Linked DNA regions of Danio rerio: region 1 is linked to region 2. A link is a contact called in public HiCAR-type data. All regions are on one chromosome and are shown on one strand. Each heading gives the region's core, a stretch centred on a gene start, on an enhancer-like site or on the middle of the called end of the contact. The rest is flanking DNA. Distances are from core to core; before and after follow the strand shown. Region 1 holds the start of arl15b (ADP-ribosylation factor-like 15b). Region 2 holds the start of mocs2 (molybdenum cofactor synthesis 2).

Evidence for each region. HiCAR-type assays count read pairs that join an accessible place to other places.
Region 1: a contact with region 2 is called in a HiCAR-type map of caudal fin, with 4 times the contacts expected there. The contact joins the promoter of arl15b here to the promoter of mocs2 in region 2. A contact is called at or near these places in 2 of 18 Hi-C or Micro-C datasets (hematopoietic stem cells and an unstated tissue) and 3 of 4 datasets of contacts at active chromatin or transcription factors (caudal fin, embryo and gastrula embryo).

The regions. Positions count from the first base shown.
Region 1 is chr10:9,690,153-9,696,034 of GRCz12tu, reverse strand. arl15b (ADP-ribosylation factor-like 15b) reads left to right here and starts at 3,967. Exons shown (of 4, transcript XM_005155621.6): 1 at 3,967-4,371. The coding sequence starts at 4,075. It overlaps snx18b (sorting nexin 18b), which reads right to left and starts at 809. Exons shown (of 2, transcript NM_001015063.1): 1 at 1-809. The coding sequence starts at 617.
Region 2 is chr10:9,556,477-9,562,170 of GRCz12tu, reverse strand. mocs2 (molybdenum cofactor synthesis 2) reads left to right here and starts at 3,221. Exons shown (of 3, transcript XM_068223906.1): 1 at 3,221-3,270; 2 at 3,453-3,574; 3 at 4,819-4,957. The coding sequence starts at 3,259. The coding sequence ends at 4,945. It overlaps LOC103911725 (molybdopterin synthase catalytic subunit), which reads left to right and starts at 4,835. Exons shown (of 5, transcript XM_021479259.2): 1 at 4,835-4,958.

The sequences.
Region 1 (5,882 bases), core at 2,718-5,217, 130 kb before region 2:
CCCATAACTACAAATATTTTGTCTCCATCTCTCACCAAACCTGATGCTTCACCCAAAACAAACGCCTCACCGCCTGACTTTACAAAAGTTGAAAACCTATTAAGATTTTTCCCAACTGTTCCTGTGCTTTTGGACTGTTGTGCACTACCACGTCGAGAAGCTGAGGGGTTTGTGCTGCTGTATCCTGCTTGAGGATTCGCGCGTTTTTCAGGTGTTCCTCCGTGTTCCTCCGCCGTCCCGCTGTCATCCCAGTCATCGTCCCAATCCTCGTCACTTCCTTGGCTCGTCTGAAAACTGAGTCGCTGCTGTTGAAGATGCCCCTGGTATACAGCGTGTGTGGGTGTTGATTCGTTTGAGGTGTCCCTCCTCTGAGGACTACTTTGATAGTAATAGTCCTGACTGGCGGACGTCCCGTTACCGTGCAGTGATGTGTCAGTTTTTATAATCTCCACGTATGATGCAGGGAACAGCCCCGTCTCACCTCTGCTGTTCGTGCCCTCCAGCCAACCATCGACAACCTCTTCACTACATAAAGTGAGGACTTCATTTTCTGTCACAGATATTTCGCCGGGATTTTCTGAGGTAAAGTCGTATAAAGCTCTCGCTCTGAGCGCCATAGTTGTGGAAACGCTTTGTAAACTCGGTTTCCAAAGTTACAATATGTTCCGTTCAACCAGCCTTCTCGGGAATTTACGCTCTTTGTTTTTTACCAAAACACGTCGAAAACTTTTAAAGACATTATCCCGTCAAAGCAGTATCAAATTCCTCCCAGAAGCGTGTTGAAAAAGTGGGGCTTGGGTACGCCTGCCTCTCCTCGCTGAATGCGCTCTGCGGTCCGGGACAGAATAATCGAGGGTGGAGCCAATCAGAATAATCAGCCTGGGGTAACGAATAAACTCAAATGCCCCTTCATGGAGAATCTGACTAATCATCGTCTTTTATGATCAAAGTGTTATCTTACATGTCAATGTATATTGATGTCCCATCGTTTCTGCTTCATTTTATTAACTTTTTATTAGCCAGGTAATATAGGCTGTCTCAGGATAAAATAGATATTTTAATTCGCTATATAATTAAAACATTTGCTAATTTAATTAAATGTAGTAGTAGTAGTAAAACTTTATTGTCCTTGACAGGAAATTTGTGATGGTCATCGCCATATTGTTGCAGAAATTCCATAAAACAAACAACAAAAAACAATACAAAATACAGTAATTACAATAATCATAATTCTAATTAAGATAAACTCTTGTTCAATAAACCCACTGAAACTGTAACAAAGGATTTCTTATATCGGTTCAACCTACATTTAGAGACTCTATATCTCCTAACCAGGGGGAAGCAGTTCATAGTGTGTAAACAAAAAAAAAAAAAATAAGTTGGATCATTCAGAATCCTTTCCACCTCATTGAGGACACAATTCTCATATAAAAAATGAGGATTAAAATATTCATCGCACCCAACAATTTTCTATCTGTCTTTAAGAGGTGCATCAACTTAGATTTACAGTGTCTACAGATAGGTTGCCAAACCTAACTGTGATACCATACCTGACAATGCTTTAAAGAACAGCTTTAAAAAAACAACATCATAAGCTGCTTGTTAACTCCAAAAGACGTAACCTCAGTAAAAAAACAAACAAACAAACAAACAAAAAAAACAATCTTCTCTGGTGTAAACTAGAGCAAACCCACTCTATGTGTGTATTCCATGTAAAAGAACTGTCAATGTAAATGCCCAAGTATAGGTCTCTGACTGAGGATGGTCGTGTACAACCACTTGATGACGGTCACCTATACACTTTGAGTCAAATATCATTTCTTCAGTTTTCTTAGTGTTTATTTCTAGCATATTTATATCACACCAATCAACAAAGCGGCTAATTTCTGACTGGTAGATAACACTAATATCATCATTCTCATAAAGGAAACTTAGTATGGCTGTGTCATCAGAACATTTAAAAAATACAACTCTGTGAATGCTAACTTGAACATTCATTTGTAAAAAGTGTAGAAAGATTGGTGAGCTGACAAAGCCCCAGTACGACTGTTCCTTTCCCCTGAACAATATTTTTAACCTTTAACCTGAGTTCTATTTGTTAAAAATGAGAAATACCATTTACATATTCATGTGTTTATATTCAGTTCCATCTTTTAAGTTAACAAATGCAGTTGAATCATATTGAAAGAGGAACTAAAGTCAAGAATACAAACAATGATGTCGAATAAAAAGGTAATTATATATTTTTTGGCCTGCATACTTTTTAAAATGTTATGCACTGCATCCAACTGCCAGCCACATTCATGGTCATTTTAAAATAGACACATAACTATGAAACATTAAACATGACTATCTTGGATAAAAAAGTTTAAACTGCTGTCCAGGGACAGTGATGGAGTACAATGGGGTAAGTGTAAATGTTTGGAGAAAAGGGGATACGAATGCAAAAAGAAATCAAATAATAATAACTAATTTACTTAATAAAGAGATAAAAACATGATTAAAATAAACAATAAACATTTATCAATTTGAATAAACAAATAGCCTAATAGCATTGAATAATTAAATTACCATAATTTTGTACTTAAATACATATGTACATATACAGGTGAAGTCAGAATTATTAGCCCCCCTTTGATTTTTTTTCCCTTTTTTAAATATTTCCCAATTTATGTTTTACAAAGCAAGAACATTTTCAGAGTATGTCTGATAATATTTTTTTCTTCTGGAGAAAGTTTTATTTGTTTTATTTTGGCTAGAAGAAAATCAGTTTTTAATTTTTATAAACCATTTTAATGACAAAATATTAGCCCCTTTAAGCTATTTTTTTTTGATAGTCGACAGAACAAACCATTATTATGCAATAACTTGCCTAATTACCCTAACCTGCCTAGTTAACCTAGTTAAGCCTTTAAATGTCACTTTAAGCTGTATAGAAGTGTCTTAAATAATATCCAGTAAAATATTATTTACTGTTATCATGGCAAAGATAAAATGAATCAGTTATTAGAAATGAGTTATTAAAACTATAATGTTTAGAAATGTGTTGAAAAAATCTGCTCTCTGTTAAACTGAAATTGGGGAAAAAATAAACAAGGGGGCTAATAATTCTGACTTTAACTGTACATGTTAAAAAAATAAGATTTAACAGGTGAAATTATTATTTTTCTTTGGATTATTATAAAATAATAGCATATGATTTTTATTGTAGGACTATAACATGTGAACCTTATAATTGTGTATAAATCATACGTTTATTTTGTTAATTTAGGTCAATTAATATATTAAGAAGTACATTATAAAGAGATGTGTATGTAGAGTGCATATGAGTGACTGTGTGTGTGGTATGTTTATTATAACTAATAAAGTTTTATAAATGTTGGGGGAAAAACCTGTTTAGCCTAAACCCCATTCATTTGTGTGTTTTACTTTTTTTTTTTTCATTCATGTTTCACATCACTGATAATGCTCAGTTGCTATATTTCTAAATAATTGTCGTGAATAATTCAAGGCTAGCGCAAAACAATCCATTATGAAAGAAACGGATCTCAGATTACACAACTCACTGTGGGTCTTCTGTCAAACTTCTTGGAGAACAATGCACCATTCTAACCAGCAGAGGTCACCATCAAACAATATCTGGCACAGTTAGTTCCTTGTCACGTGATGCAAAGGAACCTGTAGCCTCACAGCTTTTAGATACCATCTACTATCACGTGATCGCATTCGCAAAACTAGCACGTACACTCCGTCATCATTAGTGTTAAACACACGCTTTCAGACGTGAAACATCGGCAGAATTTCAGTTCGTTATATAGAGAAAAATTTATACTCTCAAAAGAAGTACAAACTATAATTAATTTCAATTCATGCTGGATGAATGAACGTAATATTCAGCGTGACAGTGACGTCACGTCGTGATGCTCGAGCCTCCGTGGCTCCTGATCACACAACAAACAGCGCCTCACTCCGCCCACACCATTAAACTGTATTGCACTCGCTACAACAGCCCTACACACTACACTGCTGAGTCCGAATTATCGCGACTTAAAATCACCAATAGTCATGTTTTGAATGTATTGGAAGCCTAAAGCCTTTTATCAGGACTTGTTTTATTTACATAACCGTGCGTGGGACTTACAGAGGAGGAAGAGGAGTACAGAGCTAACGCTGCTTGCTAGCCGCTTTATTCAAATATTATTTTTGACATCCGAGAGGCGGGGAGTCTTAAGCCAAAGCCGTGAAAAAAAATCGAGACTTTGGATGCATTCAATCAACGGCAGCGTTTCATTTCATAGTCGCCTTGACTCGGGAATTTTGTTTTCCGGAGAAAACAGCAAGAAGCTATCGAGGAATTACATGGATTACCTGGTAGAGTAGTCTTTTCATTCTTTCTGAAGATGGCCAGAGCCTGTTGGATCAGGTGTTTTGTTTTCATTGCTGCTCCCAGAGTTATCAGCCTAGTAGTTCTGTTCATCATGCAACTGTTACATTTATACAAAGTACTTGGGCGATGTCACTTACAGTTTCTTGTTTGTTTTGCTTACAAACTAACAAGCCAGTGTAGATGGGGTTCCCAAAAAGATATCAGTTAAAGGTCTTATCTTATATCAAAACTTTGGGGCATTTCTGTTGTGATAATAATAATTCTGATTTTGGAATAAAGTGGATGGTTCTAAAATTATGAAATTGAGGTAAAGTTGGTTTTATATTAGCACATGTGTTCAGTGACAACTTATGACATGCTCCTTATATCGTTTACCATGGTACTTAAAGTTTAACCTGAAATAACATGCAAGTCTGATTTTAAAACAGCATTAGCACTATTTGTTTGATTGTGAACCATGTTGTACGTGTCATTGGCTGCTTATATGATTTCACTGTTTAGAATTTGCAAATAATACTTTTATTACATTATTAAGTAGATTGTCCGAATATAAAAACAACTTTACCACAATAGTAATTAATGCAGGTTGATAAGTGTACAGTTGTAAGGTAGTTTATTTTAAGGTAAGACCTTTTAAAATTATGATGTGTTATGTAAAACCTGCGCATCTAAAGTGACAGTTCACTCAATGAATACGCTGTCATTATTTACACACCCTCACGTTTTTCAAAATCCGTGACTTCCACTAAACACAAACACAGTTATTAATAGCAAAATAGTATTTAATTTCCTGATCTGGAAATAACTGCAGTTGTCAAACCAGATATTGTAGTTAGCTCATTATTATTATTATTATTATTATTATTATTATTTTACAAAGCAGCAATTGCTTTATTAAAGTAATGATGCTTTTTTGGTCATTTGTGGAGCATGACAACACAGTCCGGTTTCACTTTCGTTTTGTGGATAGGAGCAGCTTGACATTCTGCTAAATGTCTTCTTTTGTTTTTTCGTTGTTTGACAGTTATCTGTAAAAGCAGTTTAGGGTTCGTAAATGATGACATGAATGTCATGTGAACATATCGCTATGTGATAATTCGCAGAAGACACAACTCTAGTGTATGCAACATTATGTTATTTTATAATTTATCATTTGCACGTGTTTTTGATGCCTGGAATTGTATAATGATTTTAAAAACATTCAGGCATAAGAAATTGCACCACTTGTGAATTTAACAACGATTCATTTCAATGAATAATTTTAATTTTTATCATTTAATTACTGTACTTGAATACGGTTAGACTTCGGAAATAATAAAACACTTTATTTCAATTGTATCTTTTTCTTGTTTAAATTTTATTTATAGATTGTTATCCATAAAACTACTCATATGTGCAAATACAGAAATGCACTACAATGGTTTCAATATTGTCAGATTAAATCAACTTTTTTTGCAGCTTGTCATCCAACAGCTCGTTTAGTAAACTCTATATA
Region 2 (5,694 bases), core at 1,972-4,471:
TGTTTGCATGTTCTCCCTGCCTTCGCGTAGGTTTCCTCCGGGTGCTTCGGTTTCCTCCGGGTGCTCCGGTTTCCCCCACAGTCCAAAGACATGCGGTACAGGTGAATTGGGTAGGCTAAATTGTTCGTAATGTGTGAGTATGTGTGTGTATGTTTCCCAGAGATGGGTTGCGGCTGGAAGGGCATCCGCTGCATAAAAAATTGCTGGATAAGTTGGTGGTTCATTCTGCTGTGGCGACCCTGGATTAATAAAAGGGACTAAGCCGACAAGAAAATGAATGAATGAAAACCCTAGCTGCTGGAAAAAACATAAAATAATGGATTTTTTTTTTTACAGTGTTTCTAAGAAACTTTTTGACAGCACGTCTGGTATAACGTTAATGTTGTTGTCTTGTAGTTACATCCATGAGCACTGTGTAAATAATGATAAAACTGTTTTGTACTTAGTGCAACATGATCCACCTGTTGTATGTTTTGTATGAAACAGGGATGTGTGAGGAAACCCTGAGGCTGATTTTTGAGCTGAAAATAAAAAAAGCGTTTTCTAAAGTCCAAACACAGTGCAAAAAAACTTTGCAAATAAGCAATATATTAAACATTAAGGGCAATTTGTACTTTGAGTAAATGCGATCAGGCCAGCGAAGCTTTCACGCAATCATACCCTACATACCCTTCACAATAAGCCGATTTTCCACTGCACACGACAAATGACAGACAGGAAGTCATTCATTTCCAAAGAAGTTCCGTTCATCTCTGTATGTGGAAAATTCGGATTCGATTTGAGCTGCGGATACATTGAAAGATGTAAACTCCTGCCACTAGACCGTATGAGAATGGATACCTGATGTGATATGCGAGTTTCTAACTGTAAAACCCAACAGTCAACTTTATCAAATGAAATGAGTGTAGTTAACTCCATTTACTAAATTTGAAAAGAGTTTTGAACTCAGTGTTGAAGGTAATGAGTTAATAAAATACCTCATTACTTCAACTTAAATGGAGTAAGTTCACAGTACTCAAATAGATTTTTTTAACTCAAATGGTTTGTTGCAATCGGTTTCCTCAAACGGTTTTGAGTTGCCTTAACTTATTGGGTTTTACAGTACTCAGTAGGTTTGAGTTTTCTTCATTTATTGGGTTTTCCTGTGATCAAATTGCTTCGTGTACTCAAATGGATTAAGTTCACAGTACTCATTAGGATTAGTTTTTGAACTTAAAAGGTTTGTTGCAATTGGTTTCCTCAAATAGTTTGAGTTACCTTAACTTTTGGGGTTTACAGTGTAGTATTCATTAGTTCATTCATTCAACCATGGTGAACGCACAGAGATTAAAGGCTCTTACTTTTGCACTACTATATTTCGAACACTGCAAGTATCAGCTTCTCTCCCATGGAGCACGACAAAACTGAAAATTCTGTGCGACTGCCACAAGGAAGTGTATTCCGACAGTCAAGTTTGAATGTCGTATGCACTGGAAAGGCGGCTATACCCTGACAGGTACCTCTCAAAAAAATGTTGAAATGACGCAGAGCACAAAATCGAATTGGTCAGTTTGATAGCAGCGACAAATATGGGTGAGTCCTGTTGTGAAGCTCTGGATAGACAGGCTTACTTATGTTTTGTGTTTATTTTATAATTAAAGTTGTTGAACGTGCTGTCGTTTCGCAAGTTTTCAAGTTAGAGCAAAATATACAGAATACAGAAGTAAAATGCTCAATATGCCATTGGCTGCATGCAAGGTATGTCCTATGTGTTGTGGATAAGTAGTGGTGCCTAATTTCTATGGGGAAGAATATTATTATAGGATGGAAATTGAATTAAATTGGTATTCAATGGAATTGAATATCCCCTTCAATTAAATTGAATATACCATAATATTTAATTCATGTTTATTTATATAGCGCTTTTTCACTGTATTGTGTCAAAGCAGCTTAACATACAAGTTCTAATTAATTGAAACTGTGTACAGTAAGTTCACAGTTTTCCTCCTCATTTAAGTCTTCTTAAAGTTTCCCAGGTGAATAAAAAATTAGAATTGGCATGAACGGAGGGGACGTGTCCCCACCAATATGCCCAATTACTGAAATGTCCCTACCAATAATTTAATTGACCCGTAGTAACCTACAAGTGCATAAAGTCAAGTTCGCTATGAGTTCACTGTTATACTATTAACCAATTAAATGAAATTTGGGGGAAAAATTTATTGAATCACACACCTCTTTAAATATCTCTAAATTGATACATTCTTAAAGCCAGACTGCAGTAAAATCATGTAAATTGACTTTTGCAGCAAGGGATGTGATTGTTCTTTGTATTATTAAGTATTTATTTTATATTATTAAGTACTTCATTCATGTTTTTTAAAGCTCAAAGCAAAATTTGTGCTGTTTAATGCAGCTTTAAGTATATCTGTCCTCACCAATGACGAGAGCACATCAACGCCCTTGATTAGTATTAGTTTGAAAACTATAAGATCTGGTAACCAATATAGGCTAACAGTGGATGCGAATTTGAAGAAGTGAATGATAACACGGCCTGCCAGATCTGCGTGAGGTGCAAGCGGTGTCTGTTGTCCCTCTATCGGGGAACTCGTAGAAATGCAGACATCTCCAAAGCGTCTGGTTAACAAGACTGAATAATGTGAAACGGGACATGCGCTGCACAGCTGTGTGAGTGTGTTTGTGTGTGGCTGCAGATGTCACTGCATTGATCGAAAGCCACACAGAACTGTCTTACTGAACAGAAACAGCCATCGGCTATTGAATAATGGCGAACATGCGCATGATCAGTTGCTTTTAATTCTTTGTTTGAACACTAAACGCTTTAAAGGTTACACATGAGTGTGTTGTTTTGCACGAGTCTCTAAATATGGTAGCCATAAAGAAAGTGTTTTTACCTTGTAGCGTTATGGAGAGACGTGATGAATCGCTCGACTTGATGTTGGATTTAGAGACATCTGCTGGTGAACGGTGGAAATGCACAAACATTTTATTCCTTCTCAGGAAGATGTTGTCTTTTGAGGGTAAATCTTTAAGAAAGCTTAAATGAGGAGGAAAAGTATGAATTTTTAATCAAATGTGACTTTAAGAGATTTTAATGCTGCTGTTTGAGTCTTGGAATAAACACAAAGCGTGATGTGTGTGTTTCCTGGGCGCGGGTCAGCTGACCTCAAGCGGAACCAATCAGATTTTGGCTGTCAGGAAGACAAACCGAGATCTGCGCGAGTCTGAAGTTTACATGTGTTCACGCAACATTCATACATGAATACCGAGGTAAGACTGCTTTCCAAATCATTCATACACTTACATTTTATGATCAACAATGTGCTGAGCGAAAATACGAAACTATTTACGTTTACGCTAGCGATAATGATGTCAATGAAGTTGAATGTCCTAAGCTTTTACAAACTGTCGATTTGTGCTGTGATGTTTATTTAACGTTGCTCGTTAATCAGGTGTCGGTGCTGTACTTTGCCAAAAGTGCCGAATTAACGGGACTTAAAGCGGAGATTATTACCGTTCCTTCAAACATATCGTCTGTGCAGCTCTGGCAGGATTTGGAGAACAGACACCCAAGGTGAATTATTAATAAACTACATTTATATGTGTGTTCAGATGATGTTTAATGTTACATTGCGATGAAATTAACGCTGTTAAACTAGAAAGCTCTCTTTAAATGAATAAAAAGGATCATGTGATCTGATAGTTCATTTAGGCGTCACGCATGAGTCTAGTTAACTGAAAATAATGATCGTTATTATTACTTTTCTCATGACAAACCAAACATAAATATTATATTCACAAATGTAAATTTTCTTCATCATTACCGAATGTGCAGAATTTTCTTTGTGACTTGTTTAATTACTACTTTACAAAATGTTTACAGCAAAAAAGTGTAAAATCTGTGAAATTTCATAAGGATTTTGTAAATATTATTTATTTGATAGATTGCCTCTGTACATAGTTTTTTATTATAATTTTATTTATTTATATATAATTTTCCTTGTTTATTATAGTACTTGATGCCATCTTATGGTTAATATGATTGTATTGTAAAACACAATATTTTTTTTGCTATTTAATGTACACTTATTATTGCATAAATTGCATATTTATTTATTATTCCGTGCATGTTTACCGATAAATAATTGAGAGCTTTATAAATGTATTTTTTTATTATAATAATTAATCTTTGTTGTTACTTGAGAACAAACATATTTGCATATACATATATTTTTTATTGTTTATTGTATTTTCTTTGAAAACTATGAATCAGAAATAATGATTTTATTAAGCCAAAAGACAAATAATTATGAACATTTAAAATGGTTGTTTTTACACATTGTTCTATCCATCCATCCATCCATCCATCCATCCATCCATCCATCCATCCAATCGTATTTAAATAGTGTTTTATTTGTCCATTAGTTGTATTATATGTATTAGTTAATGTATAAATTATAAATATGTTTTATATATTATTTGTTTATATAGTATTAATAAATATGGGATTTGTGTGTAAATTTGAATAATAGTGAGCAACGCATAAATATAATTTGCTGAAAAATTCTATCAATTCCTTTATGAATAATAATTCTATTAATTGTTGTTTTTTATGTAATAAATCTGGATATTTTTTTAAATTCATACATTAGATCAAGTATCTGTATTTGATCTGAATCATGAAAAAAACAAAACAAATTAAGACCTTTTCTTTTTCTTACCGATTTTGTTTGTAAAATTTAATTTTATGTTTATACATCTCTCCATTACATACCATGCTTACCATTTATTACTGAAATGTGTGTGTGTTGTTTTCAGGCTCTCTGTGCTGCGGGGTAAGGTGGTTCTGGCTGTGCGTCAGGAGTTTGTGTCTCTGTGTGAGCAGCCGCTAAGCCTCAGGGACGGAGACGAGCTGGCCATCATCCCGCCACTCAGTGGAGGATAAACTAACTCCAGAGGTGGCCAGCAAATCTCACACCTGTTTGATTTGACTTTGCTACATAGTAGTGTAGGCTGTTGATGGTGTCACCAGCATCTGATTTCATTTTATATTAGATGTACTTGTAGCCAAAGTTAATCTACAGCTTTTGTCCCCAGAAGGGTTTTTTATAAATGATAAATACAGAAACAACAAGTGGTACACAATTTTATAAAACATGAACATTATTTATGGCTACAAGTTTGTTGATTTGTTTGAATATTTGGTGGCTTTTTAAAAAATATTATAATTTGCTATTGATTTTAAGTAGTAAAAATTTACATCTTTAACACAACATTTAATGCTTGATATATACAGTTGAAGTCACAGTGATTAGCCCTTCTGTGAATATCTTTGATGTCTTTTTTTTATTATTTTCCAAATGATGTTTAAAGGTTCAGGACAACCTGGAGAACTTTTTTGGTATATTAACAGATTTGTGTGTGTTGAACATCAGTTAAGACAATGTTAGCACCTGTCAGCTTTAATTGTGGGGAAAACTGGATAATTTTGAGCTTTTGTCAGCTAATTTCAGCTTCCGGGTTTAAAATGATTTTTGGGCCGGGATCAAAATCGGCGACGTAGCGCAGAACTGCAAGTGCAATGATGACGCGTCGGTTTCTCATTATTATTCATAGCGGAGTTTTCTTATCCTATGAGAAGAGCCGGCTGCTTAATTATTCATGAGAACACGTGCTTTCCGAAGGCAGACCTGC